Linked DNA regions of Pan troglodytes: region 1 is linked to region 2. The links are chromatin contacts, called in public HiChIP or PLAC-seq maps. All regions are on one chromosome and are shown on one strand. Each heading gives the region's core, a stretch centred on a gene start, on an enhancer-like site or on the middle of the called end of the contact. The rest is flanking DNA. Distances are from core to core; before and after follow the strand shown.

Region 1 (6,403 bases), core at 1,795-4,294, 62 kb before region 2:
GCCCAGGCTGGAGTGCAGTGGCGTGATCTCGGCTCACTGCAAGCTCCGCCTCCCAGGTTCACGCCATTCTCCTGCCTCAGCCTCCGGAGTAGCTGGGACTACAGGCGCCCGCCACCACGCCCGGCTAATTTTTTCTATTTTTAGTAGAGACGGGGTTTCACCGTGTTTAGCCAGGATGGTCTCAATCTCCTGACCTCGTGATCCGCCCGCTTCGGCCTCCCAAAGTGCTGGGATTACAGGCGTGAGCCACTGCGCCCAGCCTTTTTTTTTTCTTGAGACGAAGCTTCACTCTTGTTGCCCAGACTGGAGTGCAATGGCATGATCTCGGCTCACTGCAACCTCCAACTCCCAGGTTCAAGCAATTCTCCTGCCTCAGTCTCCCGAGTAGCTGGGATTACAGGTGCCCACCACCATGCCCAACTAATTTTTGTATTTTTAGTAGAGACAGGGTTTCACTATGTTGGCCAGGCTGGTCTCGAACTCCTGACCTCAGGTGATCTACCTATCTCAGCCTCTCAAAGTGCTGGGATTACAAGTGTGAGCCACCGTTCCCGGCCCAATGCCACCTTTTAAGATGGTGGCTAAGGGACTGACAAGATGGACTCAGCTCTGGTCAGAGGCTTTTCCTCAGGACCCTGGAGGAAACTTCTGCCTCCTGTGGGTCCCCAGACCCTGCACTAAGACTGAGCCTTCTGATCCCTGAACGTTCAAATCATGTCCGTGTCTCCCCTCCAGGGCTGTAAGGTCTTTGAAGCTGGTGAACAAGACTTCTAGAATCCACTGCCACAGCTGGTGCTGTGCCTGAACACAGTGGGCATTTGGAAGTCACCTCTGGATGGTCCCAGGTGCATTTCTCCACACCCAGGGTTGTCCCCTCCATGTTGGAGTTGCATCTTCTGCTTAAAGATTCTCAGAGGGTTCAAGGAGGGGGGTAGGAGGGGGACCTCCTTCCGCCCTGAGTCTCCCCCACCCCACAGCTGAAGCCCAGCTCCAGCCTCAGATTATTTTCTGGACAAAAGGGCCTTTTGCTTCACTTCCCTGGAATCAGTTGTACAAATATTTTTAATCGCATCCGAAATCGGCCTTTCCCCAGGCTCAGCCACCCGGCCCCCAGCTCTCCTGTGAGTCAGTGCAGTCCAGTTGCTGAACCTCCCTCCTCCCTCCTTCTCTCTCCAGGGGGCGCAGAGGCCTGGTGGGCTCAGAGGCTCAGAGGCCCAAGCAGCCCTGACTGGTTTCCCCCAGCAACAAGTGGCTTCATCCAGCAAACGGGGAGACAGCCAGGCCTTCTCACCTCTCCAGAGCAAAAACTCCCTTCCTCGCTCCAGCATCATCCACACACAAGCCTGAGACCCCCTCCACCCACCAGGGCAAAGAATACCGTACTGGAAAGAGAGCTCCAGCGTGTCACAGGGCCAACCAAACTCAACATTGACCCATGGCCAATGGCTGTCTTCAAGGGTGCTGTGACCAGGGCACTCTCCAGGGAGGTTCCCCCAGGGATACCACAGAGCACCTGCCTTCCTCCCATCCCACACACTCAAGAGCCTATAGGGAAAGACGATGGCCCGACTGACAGCCTTCCTGCCTCCACTCCTATCCGTCTCTCCCAGTCCCTGGTTAGGTCCCACTGTCTCACCCCTCTGTGCAGGGCGCTCAGGCGTTTACCCCATCGATAAGAAGGCGCACAGGAGACGCCTGTGCCTGGAAGGAGCGGCCTCAGTGTGTAGGTTGGTGGGGGGTGGGTTGGGGTTCCTCGAACCTCAGCCTAGACACCCCACCCCTATCCTCCTGCCCCTGCCCCGCACCAAGACCAGGTATTTGGGCCAAAATGCCCTGAGCTCTCTGAGACTTGGAAATCTTCAAGGGTCTGCTCTGGAATGTCACTCTGGAATGCACCCCACCCCCCAAGGCACTCCCTCCCCCAGTCCAGTTGAAGGCACAGGGGTGGGGGGCCGGCGGGGAGAGGAAGCTCCAGGAGCACAAAACCCTACTTCAACAGTCTCCTCTCCCGGGCTTTAGGATCTTGATCGTGGAGTTTGTTAAGTGATTGGGTCTTCCTGCGTGTTAACACTGCGGGCCTGGGGATGGAGGTGCAAAGGACGCTGGAAAAGCCAGCCGGGAGTGGGGGTTCGGGATCTAGGGGCCAGGCTACCAGAAGGGGAGGCGCTTCGATAGTCTGAATTTCCAAACTTCCCTCAGGGGGGTTCTGAACCCTCTCGTCCCTACTTGGGTCGACGGTACTGGGGTCTACACCTGCGCTCCCTGGGTGGCTGGAATGGGGAGCAAGGGAACCAGTCACTCTCTCCCATTTTTAGGGCCACAGAAACCTGCCCTCCAAATCCACAGTAGCAGGCGGCGGAGAGGACGCCGACCCACGAGAGAGAGTGACCGCGGACTCCCACCGAGAGGCAGGCGGTGGAGAGGCTCCTCTTGGAGACCTCGATTATGGAGTCGTTTCCCCTCCCTCCAGCCCGAGCCGCAGCGCCGGGCTCCCCCACCCCCCAGTCCCCAGCCGGCTCGGGTTTGAAAACTTTCAGCGACCGAGCGGAGTTGGCGCGGCGTCCCCAGCCCGCAGGATGTCCAGCCCCCCCGCCTCTGCCCTCGCCCACTCCCCGCCGTCCCGACCCGACTCTTCCGGGCGGCGGAGCGGGAAGGCAGCAGCCCTTACCTGGGACTCGCCGCCGGCCCCGCTCCAGCGCAGCGTTTGGGGCCAACTCCAGCCCCAGGCGGGGGGCGGGCGGGGGTGGGAGGGACGCGGCGCGGGGCGCTGGGCCAGGCCCGGTCCTGGCTGGGATGGCGGGGCCCGGGCTGGGACGCAGGGCCTGCCTCTCCCTGGGACCGAGGCTGAGCCAGGCGCGCTGGGTTGCTCGCTCTCGCGCGGGCCTGTCCGCAGGCAGGGCTCCTTGCTTTCGGCGAGGGTGGGCTGGCGCCTGCATCACCGTTACATCACCTCCATTCAGGGCGCTAATCGGGCGCCCGCAGCGCTCCAGGTACGTGCGCTCCGTTTACACAGGAACAAAGCCTGCCCGGCCCTCCCCGCCCCGACTCACCTCCAGGCTGAGCCGACTCGTACTTTCCGGCTGGTGAGGGAGATGGGAGTTTCTGGCCCTGCCGGCGTGTGGGTTGTTGCTGTTGACTGCCACGCCCCCGCAAGCGGGCGCGCGCACACTCACGCGCACTCACTTTCTGGGCTCGGCCTTCGCCGGGGCAAGCGGTGTGGGGGTGCAGCCCTGCGCACCCCCCACCGCGTCTTCCAGAGAGCGCGCCTACGGACACGCGCGGGGCTACCTTGGCGCGTCTCCGTGGGGGACACCTAGCCTTTGTCACCTTCGTCCTGGCCCTCCCGTGAGACACACTTCAGGCACAGTTCGCTGGGAGCGGGCCGGAGCGAGGCGCACACTCAAGGCAGAGTCCGTCTTTGTCACGCCTTCTGCGCCCCCTCCCCTCCCCAACTTGCACACGTGGACACACCGCACACCGAGGTTCGCCTTTTGCACGCACGGTGCTTCTCTGGGACCTCCACCAGTCACCAAGCGTACGTGGGATCGTCACCAAGCGCTCCTCTCACGCGTGGGCCGAGTCCAGACCACTCTGGACCGTAGGCAAAGGTCCCCCTCGGCCCGACTACCCCGCGCCCGGGTTTCCTGTGACCGTTCCAGGTTCTGCCCAACTCGGAGCGCGCGCTCCCCTCCCGGCGTCCCCGTTCCCTGCTCCGACTTGTCCTAATTAGCCTTCACGGTTTTGTTCCCCGAGGTACAGTGTTTAGCGCGACCCCCTGGGTCTCTGCGCTCCGGGACACGTTGGCTCTGACTCCGAGTCCGTCCCCTCCAGACTCCGAGTCCGTCCTTTCCAGGAGGTCAGGTTCCCACCAGCCCCACCCCCCACTCCCTGTTCCGGGGTGGATCTGTGGGTTGCCACCCTTTCCCCTCCGGCCCCAGGAATCTGCTGAAGCTGGACCGCAGAAATTGGGAAGCGAATCCAGGCTGGGACTTATCCAGCCCGATAAACAAGAGATTTTCCGGCCGCCTTCCCCCGGGGCTGCTGGCCTCGCGGGGGATGGGGTGCGCAGTCCTGGGGGCCCGCAGCGAGGCCTAGTTAGCCCGCGCCAGAGGCCCGTAGGGGCTGAGGCGCACGGAGGAGGGAGAGGTTGTTGGGCCTGGCCAGGGCCCTGGAGACGCGGAGGGAGGGCAGGGCGCCGAGTCTCGGGGTGCCGGTTCTCATGACGCCGAATTGCCTGGGGGATCGCCAGCGGTGCGCCGGTCGGAGCCAGCTGGTGGCGGGGCGGGCGGCCCGGAGTGTTTGCTCAACCCTGAGTGCCCGCGAGGGGGAGGGGAGGCAGCTGGTCACGGGCTAGGGGGTAGCAAGGTGGAGGAGCGGGGGCTGGGAAAGGGGAGGGTATCTCCCGGGCTGCTTGTTTGCGTGCCTGCCGCGGTCTACGACAACCGGGAGTCTAAACTCTATGAATCACCCGGAGTTGCTGGAGCGATAAACCTCAGGCTGGTTCCTCCCCTCGCACACCGGCTTCTCGGACTCCTGGAGGGAATGTTTGCTTAGCGGCCGGAGCTGGCGGTGAGGCCCTGGTTCTCTAGAACCCTGTATCCCTTCCTGGCCTTGCCCTCACGTGCTGGTCTGGGGTGGCGAAGACTGAATTGTTTCAAGTCTCTTCAATATTAAGAAGAGGGGTGCAGTGCTGCTGCTGATCTGTTGCTCACTCCTGGGCTCCCTTCCGTAGCTCCACCTCCCACCCTAAGATTCAGAGGCCCCCATGCCAGGGAGGCAAACGCTTGTAGGGTCCAAGCAGTTGAGTGCCCACGCTAGAAAGGCAAACGGCGGGTGAGACCTAGGCGAGGGGCATCCATGACTGTGGGCTGGGACTAGTTCTCGTGAAGCAGGCAACTAGTGCTGAACACAGTGTGCTGGGAGGGGCCGCTCATTAGCATATGTGAAAAGCCAGCTAAGAGCTAGAGGAAGGTGGAATGGAAATAGTCCCCGAGACTGCTTGTGACCTTAAGAAGCCAAAGATGAATTGTGGATCTGGCAGATCTGTTTCAATTTATTTTCAAGCTTTGGGAATCTCTTTTCCCTACCTAGATTCTCCAAAAAGGCAACTCTTTACCACTCCCTCCCCACTCAGGCGGGGGAAAGGCTGGGGCATCTGAGGCCTGGGCGGAGCAGCGGAGCCCTGCCCACCGCCAGCCCTGCATGGTAGATGGCAGTGGATATGTAGGGAGGTTTCCTGAGAGCTATTTGCTCTTTTTGTGTTCACTCCATCTCACTTCCTGGGCAGGGTCTGCCTTTAAAGGACAAAGCAAGTCCTTTGGGGCAGATGACATGGGCTTCAGCCTTCAGGGTCCCTGTTGGTCTCTGCTCTAGTCCCAGGGGCCTGTGCTGGTCCAGAGTGGGGAGGCAAGAGTTGGAGAAGGCATGAGACCCCTCCACCATGAGTCAGACCCTGGTGGGGGCTGCTGGACACAGCGAGCCTGTGATGCTGGAAGGGAAGTTCTGTGGGAGGTGGCGCTGCTTTCCGAGACTCCAGCCACAGGGTCCTCTGTGCCCCCAAATGTCCTTCACTTTGATTTAATACCCCAGTAGGCGTAGAACCCATTGCAAACTCTGTTTTCACCAAAAACCTACACTCTGAGAAGTGTTCAAAGAGTGCTACTGTTCAAAGAGATCTTGAGGCCCAGCACAGTGACTCACGCCTATAATCCATAATCCCAGCATTTTGGGAGTCCTAGATGGGAGGATCGATTGAGCCCAGGAGTTGGAGACCAGCCTGGGCAACACAGACTTCATCTCTATTGAAACAAACGAAAAAGAAAATAGATATGGGGTCTCACTGTGTTGCTCTGGCTGGTCTCGAACTCTTGAGCTCAAGCGATCTTTCCGCCTCGGCCTCCCAAAGTGCTGGGATTCCAGGTATGAACCACTGCGCTCAGCCTATTTAATTTTTTTTTTTAATATATGAAATAAAAAGGAAAAAAAAAAGATTCTGGATTGCGGAGAAGCATGTCTGTGTCCACCACCCAACTACCTCCACCCCCACCTGAGTTGGATTCCTACTGGCAGAGTGAGAAACCCTTTGTTTGTTGGAAATCTTCCTTCAGAGATGTCTGAGGTCTTGACAAGGCCCAAGGGTGGGAACACCTGTGCCACCTGCCGGCTGTGTGACTTGGGTGAGTTGCCTCATCTCTCTGAGCCCTGCTTTCCTCAACTGTAAAACTGGATGATAACATCACCCCCAGAATGAAGCTGTGTCTGGAATGTTCCTCACACAAACCTGGTGCTTACAGGGAGCCAGCGATCAGCCTCCCCTTTCCTGGCATGATTGTCATTCCCTCTAAGCCTTGACAGGTCTAACAGTTTTTATTTATAATTTAAATTTAAATTAATCAATTATTTT
Region 2 (7,409 bases), core at 4,885-7,384:
GAGCACCTGCAAGGTGTGGGGTAGAACAGACAGTGGACCAAGAACCAGGAGACTTGGGTTTGAGTGTCAGTGCTGCTCTTGACCAGCTTTGGGCTAGGGGCATACCATTTAATCTCTCTGTGCCTCAATTTCCTAAGTTTGTAAAACAGTTACAATACTCCATATGCAGGGTTGTTTGAAAAAGTCACTGACTGCCCCAGCCTGTCGGTACAAGTGAGGTTATAGCAATATTAACACTAGGATTATGGTGGCTCAATGCAAAATTGTTTCAACCAGCCTGGCCAACATGGTGGAACCCCGTCTCTACTAAAAATAAAAAAATTAGCTGGATGTGGTGGTGTGCGCTTGTAGTCCCAGCTACTTGGGAGGCTGAGGCAGGAAAGTCACTTGAACCCAGGAGGTGGAGGTTGCAGTGAGCTGAGATCACACCACTGCACTCCAGCCTGAGAGACTGGGCAACAGAGAGAGACTCCATGTCAACAAAACGAAACAAAACAAAACAAAACTGTGTCTTGAAAGAGCCTCCCCAACAGTTTCTGGAAGTTCCTGGTTTCACTGGTGCTCAGAGACAGTTGAGCTAATCTTGCAGCTGGCCTCCTGAAAGACAGCCCCCCAGCCAGCTGAGGAAGGCATCCTGCCTCTGGCCTAGACCCAGCTGCTGTTGCCATCCATGGAGACACAGATGCTCTTCCCTGATACTGGGTTCTCTCCTGCAGGGTCCCTGCAGGTTGTTCCATTTAGTTCTTCATCCATGGAACTTTGTGCTTTCTTCCTGTGCCCGCTTCTGTAGGGCAGGCTCAGGCTGGGCTGGGGCCGACATTATCTGGTCCTCCGGTGGACCTTCTCCCTCCCCGGGTACCTGCATTTGCATCCCCCTCCTCCTTAAGCAAAGAATAAAGCGCAGGTGCATCAACCCTGCCTGGGGATACATCTGTGTGTGCACATGGAGGTGTGGGCGGGTGAGGGGGTCCTCCATCCTTAACACCTGCTCAGGGTCAGTGTAGACCACCCCGGAGCAGAAGTGTTGGGCTTACAGGTCCTCAATCCTTTCTCTGAACTCGGCACCACATGTCTTGGAATTCAGAATACGTCAGAGCAGAGGAAGGTGCTGTGTGCATGTAGTGGTGCGCGTTCGATCACGATTCCGTGGGGTGTGGACAGCAGTACATGATCACTCCACTAACAGTCCCGGGTGGGGCTGGCAGGACTCACAATCACAGGACAACTTCGGGACCAGAAATCACCTCACACCGGGTCACGCTGTACCGCTAAACGTGTTTGTGGCACATTTTGGAAACATGTTTTGGTTTTCAGAGTTTTTTGGAGTTGGGAATCATGGCGAATGCATTGGAGACCCACATTATCCTCTTTCTGGGTTAGCTGAACCTCCCTGTCTGGACATCCCTGCTCTGGGGAGAAGCAGAGAGGCAAAGTGGAAAGCCAAGCATTGATTCTGCATTGACTGTGTGCTGGGTGCACAAACAGCTCTTTGACTGATGTCATCCCACTAAGAGGGTGGGGGCAGGTCTGAACCTCCCATTCAGGACAAAGGTCAGCTCAGCCTGACCAGGAAGCAGAAAGTGGTCCTAGCTCAGCTGTTAATGTGTTTACCCACAGCCTGGAGCAGGTGGGAGTTCCATCTGCTAATCTCTCCCAGCTGCCTCTCCGGGATGGTGGTGCTGAGAGGAGAGAGGGGCCCTGGAGAGCCTCCCTGGAGAGGCTGAGGGTGGGGAGCAGAGCTCCTCATGGCTCTGATGGACTCTGCCAACTCCCGCCTCCCAGTGGTGGAGGAAAAGACCTTTCCCCCAGGGGCGTGAGCTCGGGGGGCTCAGCAGAAGCTCAGGGTCATCTCCAGCTAGGTCCTCCTTTCCTGTTCTCCTAGTACCCTGGGTTAAGAGACCATTTTCTTTCTCCTCATTGGCAACAACGAAAACTATAGCCCCAGTGCTGGTTCTGGGCCCATGAACCTGTACTGGTTTAGGGCAGGGAGTAATGTGGAATCCAACCAGGGTGTTTGAGACCTAAGGGGCTGTGTCTCCTGTGGCTGGACAGACACGGGCCTGGGCTCCTTACATCTGATTTAAGATCACCCCTTTCTGACTGGCCCTGGGGGCTTTTATCCCCCAAGCAGCCCCCTCCCATTGCTCAGCTCAATTTCTTTGTTTCCTCCAGCCTAAGCAATGCCTTAAGTCCTGAAGATATCTTCCTTTTCAAACTCTGGCATTGCCACTAGGAGCTGGAGAGGTGATCCATTCAGGGAATGAGAGGCAGGCACCAGGAAAGGGGGGTGGGCTGGAGACAATTCACATCCATCCATCCATCCATCCATCCATCTGTCCTTTTTTGTTTTTGTTTTTGTTTTTTTTTTTTGAGACGGAGTCTCACTCTGTCGCCCAGGCTGGAGTGCAGTGGCGGGATCTTGGCTCACTGCAAGCTCCGCCTTCCGGGTTCACGCCATTCTCCTGCCTCAGCCTCCCGAGTAGCTGGGACTACAGGCGCCCGCCACTGCGTCCAGCTAATTTTTTGTATTTTTAGTAGAGACAGGGTTTCACTGTGGTCTCGATCTCCTGACCTCTTGATCCGCCTGCCTCAGCCTCCCAACGTGCTGGGATTACAGGCGTGAGCCACCGCACCCGGCCTCCATCTGTCCATTTTTCTTTCCATTCAACCAACATTAATCTGGCATTCACGATGAGCCAGGCAAAATGCCCCCCGCAAAGGAATGCCCACAGCACTGATGCTATTAGCCTGTGCCTGGCAGTGCCCTTTCATCTTCCCAGGAAATAGGGATTGCTGGTGAAGCAAACATAAGAGCTGGCTAAGTTGTCCTCCTCTCTACCTGGGAGCCACACCCAAAGGAGGAGCCTCCACCCCCACCCAAGGAAAGCAAGCTGTTGATAAACGTGTTTTGGGTACAACCTCAAAGGCCCCAGTACATGTGGCCATGAGCCACCCTGAGCTCCCTAGCTGGGCCCCCTCCTCTACACTTCTGCCCCTTTGGGGAGTCCAGGAGGCTCCATCACAGGCTTCGCCGCCATGCCCTCTGGCTGTGATGCCAAAGTGCAGGGCAGGTAGGCATCGTGGATGACCTGTCGGACAGTGGCCCGGAAAGTCTTGCTGACAAAGCAGTAGAGGCTGAAGTTGGCTGCCGTGTGGAGCATGGCCACCATGTTGGCCACATCCAAGGCCAGGTGGACCCTCCAGTCCCGGTGGACAGGGGCCACGTACATGTGGTAGAGCATGACGAAGACCCGGGGCGCCCACAGGAGGGTGAACAGTGTGGTGATGCCCAGGAGGATGGCTGTGCTCTTGCCCACCCGGGGCTGCAGCCCACTCCGGCCCCTCCTCCGTAGCCGGTGGATGATGGCCGAGTTGGTGACCAGGAACACACCACAAGGGATGAAATAGACAGTGAGACAGTGAGCCCACTTGAGGACCTCGTCCAGTGTGCTGGGTGAGTCGGTGTCTCTCCACATGTCCAGCCACCAGTAGAAGGGGATGCCGGTCAACAGGGCAGCACTCAGGACAGCAGCAATGGCCCGGCGGGTCCGGCCTGGGGACGAGGCGGCCCGATGGTGCAGGGGGTGGCACAGGGCAGTGTAGCGGTCAACCGTGAGCAGGATGGCGATCCAGACTGAGGCGTGGTTGGCAGCAAACTCCAGGATGTTGGCCGTGCGCACCACAGCCTGGGGCACCTGGCGGGCCAGCACGGCTCCCTGCAGGAGGAAGCCCGCGAACACGATGACCACCTGGATGATGATATCCGAGGCTGTGAGCGCCAGAAGGTAGTAGTAGGAGGGCCTCCTGGTCCTGGTGGCAAGGCGCGCCAGGGCCACTGCAGTCAGGAGGCTGACTGAGGGCAGCCGAGGTGAGGGAGGGGAGAGGCATCAGAAGAGAGCTCAGACTCTGCTTTCCAAGGTGTCGCCATCGCACCTCCCCATCTGCATGTGCAGAGGCTGTGCTGGCTTCTCTTTTTTCTCCTTCCAGATCCTTCTGAAACCCCACTTTGCCCAGAAGGCCACTCAGGCCAGCTCTGCCCTGTCCATCCACTGCAGGCCACTGGCTGTACCCCGGTTATGCACAGGTAAGTGCACATGGAAGGGTCCTCAGCAGCCACCTGTCCTGGCCAGGTGTGGTGGCTCACGCCTGTAATCCAGCACTTTGGGAGGCCAAGGCGAGCAGATCACCTGAGGTCAGGAGTTCAAGACCAGCCTGACCAACATGGAGAAACCCCGTCTCTGTTAAAAAAATATACAAATTAGCCAGGCATGGTGGTGCATGCCTGTAATCCCAGCTACTTGGGAGGCTGAGGCAGGAGAATTGCTTGAACCTGGGAAGTGGAGGCTGCAATGAGCCGAGATCATGCCACTGCACTCCAGCCTGGGTGACAGAGCGAGACTCCATCTCAAAAAAAAAAAAAAAAAAAAAGCTACCTGTCCTATGGCATTGTCCTCCAAGTCCTTTTTAGGTTTTCTGTGTCCTCTAGAATGGAGGCGTCCCTAGACACAGGCATGGGTTTAGCTATCAGACTTGGGGAAATCCCCAGGGCCAAGACCACCCGTCCTTCCCATATCCACACACCCACCTCTGCCCCAAGCTCTGCTCTCTGAAGGCATGGGCAGCACGGGGAGCTTTGTACTGAGCTGAGCCAGTTCCTATGTGAATTTTGTTATCCTAAGAGTACGCTCACTGCTGGGGAAAACTTGGGTTTAGCTGTGAGCACCCCCAATCCTAGCCCCTTACTTTTATTCCCCTCCAGTGACCCAGAACACCCTGACAATGGCAAGGAAAGACCAGGGGTCTATGATCCAGGGCCTCAGGGGTCAAACACAGAGGACTGGCACCCATTGAAGGAGGATCCCCATTTCTGGCCAAGCCCAAGTCCCCAGACCCCAGCTCCCCACTCACCAGGCAGCCCCAAGCCCAGCAGGACACTGTAGTAGATGACAGGGATGACGCCAGCCACACACGGGGACCTCTCTGCGATCTCTGGCCAGTGGCTTTCAAACTCCTGGCTCAGCCCACTGACGTTGGGCGTGGGCAGCAGGGTCATTCGTGGCTGGCCAGCTAGAAGGTGCGGATGGGCAGAGTCAGAGCCTCTGGTCTATTTCTAACCTGGCTGGGCGCAGCCCCGCCCTGACCTGGGGTCTTTCTAGTCACCCTGCTCTGTGCAGACCCTCTAGTCAGACCCAGCTGAGTGCACTGTCTGTTGCTGTGAGAATTCTTGCCAAGACCACCCTCACCACCCCCCATCTCACCCCACTCCCTCAGTGGCCCGGCTCCCCCACTGATGGGAAGTCCCTGGCAGCACGGCCTGCTGCCATAGAGACCATTGCTCCCCATGGGTCCTCCCCATGGGCCCTCACCCGGCCTAGCAGGGGCTCTGAAACAGGATCACGGGGGCACTTGTCGAGGTGCAGGCTCCTGGGCCTCCTCCGGGCCAGAGGGTCTGAAGCGGGGTTGCAGCAGCCGTGCTTGTAATCAGCAACCTGGGTGATGCCAGCCACACACAGGGACCTCTCTAGGAGGTCCACAGTGGAGGCCCCAGGTCTGCACAGCTCCACTCAACAGCTGTCCCCCTCTAAGGAGAGGCTGTTGGTAGGGCCCCCTCTTTTCTAAACTAAAGATACCCTCTTCAGAGGTGAGCACCACTAAAGCTGGAATGGCCCAAGTCCACAGATGGGGAAACTCAGTCCACAGGGGTAAGGTGGCTGGCCTAGGATAAGCACCGTCCACTCTGGCCCCTGTTCCCCTGAAGCCACACTGCGTGTCTCTTTCAGGTTGAACTCCAGCTTTTCGTTTCCTGCTGAGGCCGGGGGGCTCACTGCTCACTCACTCTCAGCTTCGGCCCCTACTCCACCCTCTAGGTCCCTAACCTGCCTCCTGTTCCCTCCTGCCTTTCCACCTTATTGCCCCCAGCACACCCCACTTCAAGATGCCTTACCTGTCTCTCGTCCCTCAAGCCCCATGCTCTGGGGCCCTGAGTCCTGGGTCACCTGTGGCTTTTTCTGAGGGTCCCCGCAGCTCCCTGTCAGCATCGCCAGCTGTACCTCTCACTCCTTGGCTCTCCAAGTGGTTGTTTGCCCCAGGATCCTTACGCAGACACTGAGCCTGTTAGTGCAGGGGGGCGGGGCGGGGGAAGGAAGAGGAAGGAACTGGTGGGCGGAGGCACCGGGGAAAGAGCTAGAGTAGATGCTGGTGGAGCAAACCAGGGACCTCTAGGGCGCACAGGCAGGGGAAGGGGTCGGGCTGGGCAGGGGCTTCAGCTGCAGGAGAGACGAGCTGAGGGTGGCATGGGGTTCACAGGTATGTCTATGCCTGGGGGAGCAGGAAGTGAGGAGAAGAGGCAGGATGGCAGGATGGGGGTTCTGGGGGGCTGCCTCGTGCCCCGGGGCACTCTGTGAGCTGGCCCGGGTTCAGCTGGGGTCAAACCTGGGGCTGAGGACTTTGGGGACAGGCAGAAGGACTCAGGGTGCTGACTTTATGAGCATCCAGACTGAAAGGGAAGAGAGTAGGGCACCTCTGTGAGGAGTTGGGGAAGTCATGCCAGGTAGGAGTGGTAAGGCTGCCACAGACAGGGCTATGATCCCAAGAGGCTCAGGGGACCAGGTGCACAGGGTCAGTCCTGCAGTGGCCATGGTGGGGGAGGTGGAGGCTACCCCCAGGGGCAGGATGGCAGGCAGCCGTGCACAGGGTGGGGCATCCTCTGGGAGCAGCCGGACGAGGCTGCCTGCAGCCGGTGCTGGGAAACCGCAGTCCTGCAAGCTGTTGTTTTCCTGGCCCTGGTGAAATGGACCATCCCTCAAGAATATCAATCCCTGGCAAATAAACAACTGCCGTTGCTGGTGAGCACTCAGAAGAGGCCAGACTGGCTCCCCTGCCCTAGAGGAAGAGTGACCAGAGCAGCCCACAAGCAGGCACCCGGGACATGGATGCCCCGTGGACGGCCTCGGGAGGAGAGCTCAGGCCCCCCTGGAATCACCTCCCATGGCCTGTCCTCTGGGAATGCAGCAGAAAATATGGCAGGAAATATAGGGAGCTTCCCAGCTCTGGGAGTCAGATCTCACATCAGAGCCTGGAACTCCCCATCCCAACCCCCCCTCGGATACCCACAGCGCAGGCCCTGCTGCCCCCTGGTGGCCACATCCTGACCCTGCAAGCCTGAAAGTCCCATGGTTTGGCTAGGCACCCTGGGTGGCACAGTGGGACTGGAGACGGAGCTGCCCGCTCAGGACAGGTCCTCTGGTGGAGTGCTGGGACCCCAGCCCCAGAAAGTGCAAGTAGCACAGATGACGCCCCAGGCCACCACCTCCTTGCAGCAGGAGGCTAGGGGTGAGAGGAGGCAGACCCTCTCTTCAAGGAGCTGCCATGGGTGAGGGGCAAGGAGGGTCCCTGCCGACATTTACCGA

What was found. HiChIP or PLAC-seq counts read pairs in DNA pulled down with a chosen protein or histone mark.
Region 1: an H3K4me3 HiChIP or PLAC-seq map of stem cell-derived excitatory neurons shows a contact between it and region 2, with 4 times the contacts expected there. The contact joins the promoter of GPRC5C here to the promoter of GPR142 in region 2. A contact is called at or near these places in 1 of 7 Hi-C or Micro-C datasets (stem cell-derived neural progenitor cells) and 1 of 1 datasets of contacts at active chromatin or transcription factors (stem cell-derived excitatory neurons).

What each region holds. Positions count from the first base shown.
Region 1 is chr19:87,415,245-87,421,647 of NHGRI_mPanTro3-v2.0_pri, reverse strand. It overlaps GPRC5C (G protein-coupled receptor class C group 5 member C), which reads right to left and starts at 3,044. Exons shown (of 5, transcript XM_054670032.2): 1 at 2,669-3,044. The coding sequence starts at 2,936.
Region 2 is chr19:87,355,157-87,362,565 of NHGRI_mPanTro3-v2.0_pri, reverse strand. It overlaps GPR142 (G protein-coupled receptor 142), which reads right to left and starts at 6,134. Exons shown (of 3, transcript XM_024350591.3): 1 at 5,945-6,134; 2 at 4,909-5,067; 3 at 2,808-3,853. The coding sequence starts at 6,038. The coding sequence ends at 2,982.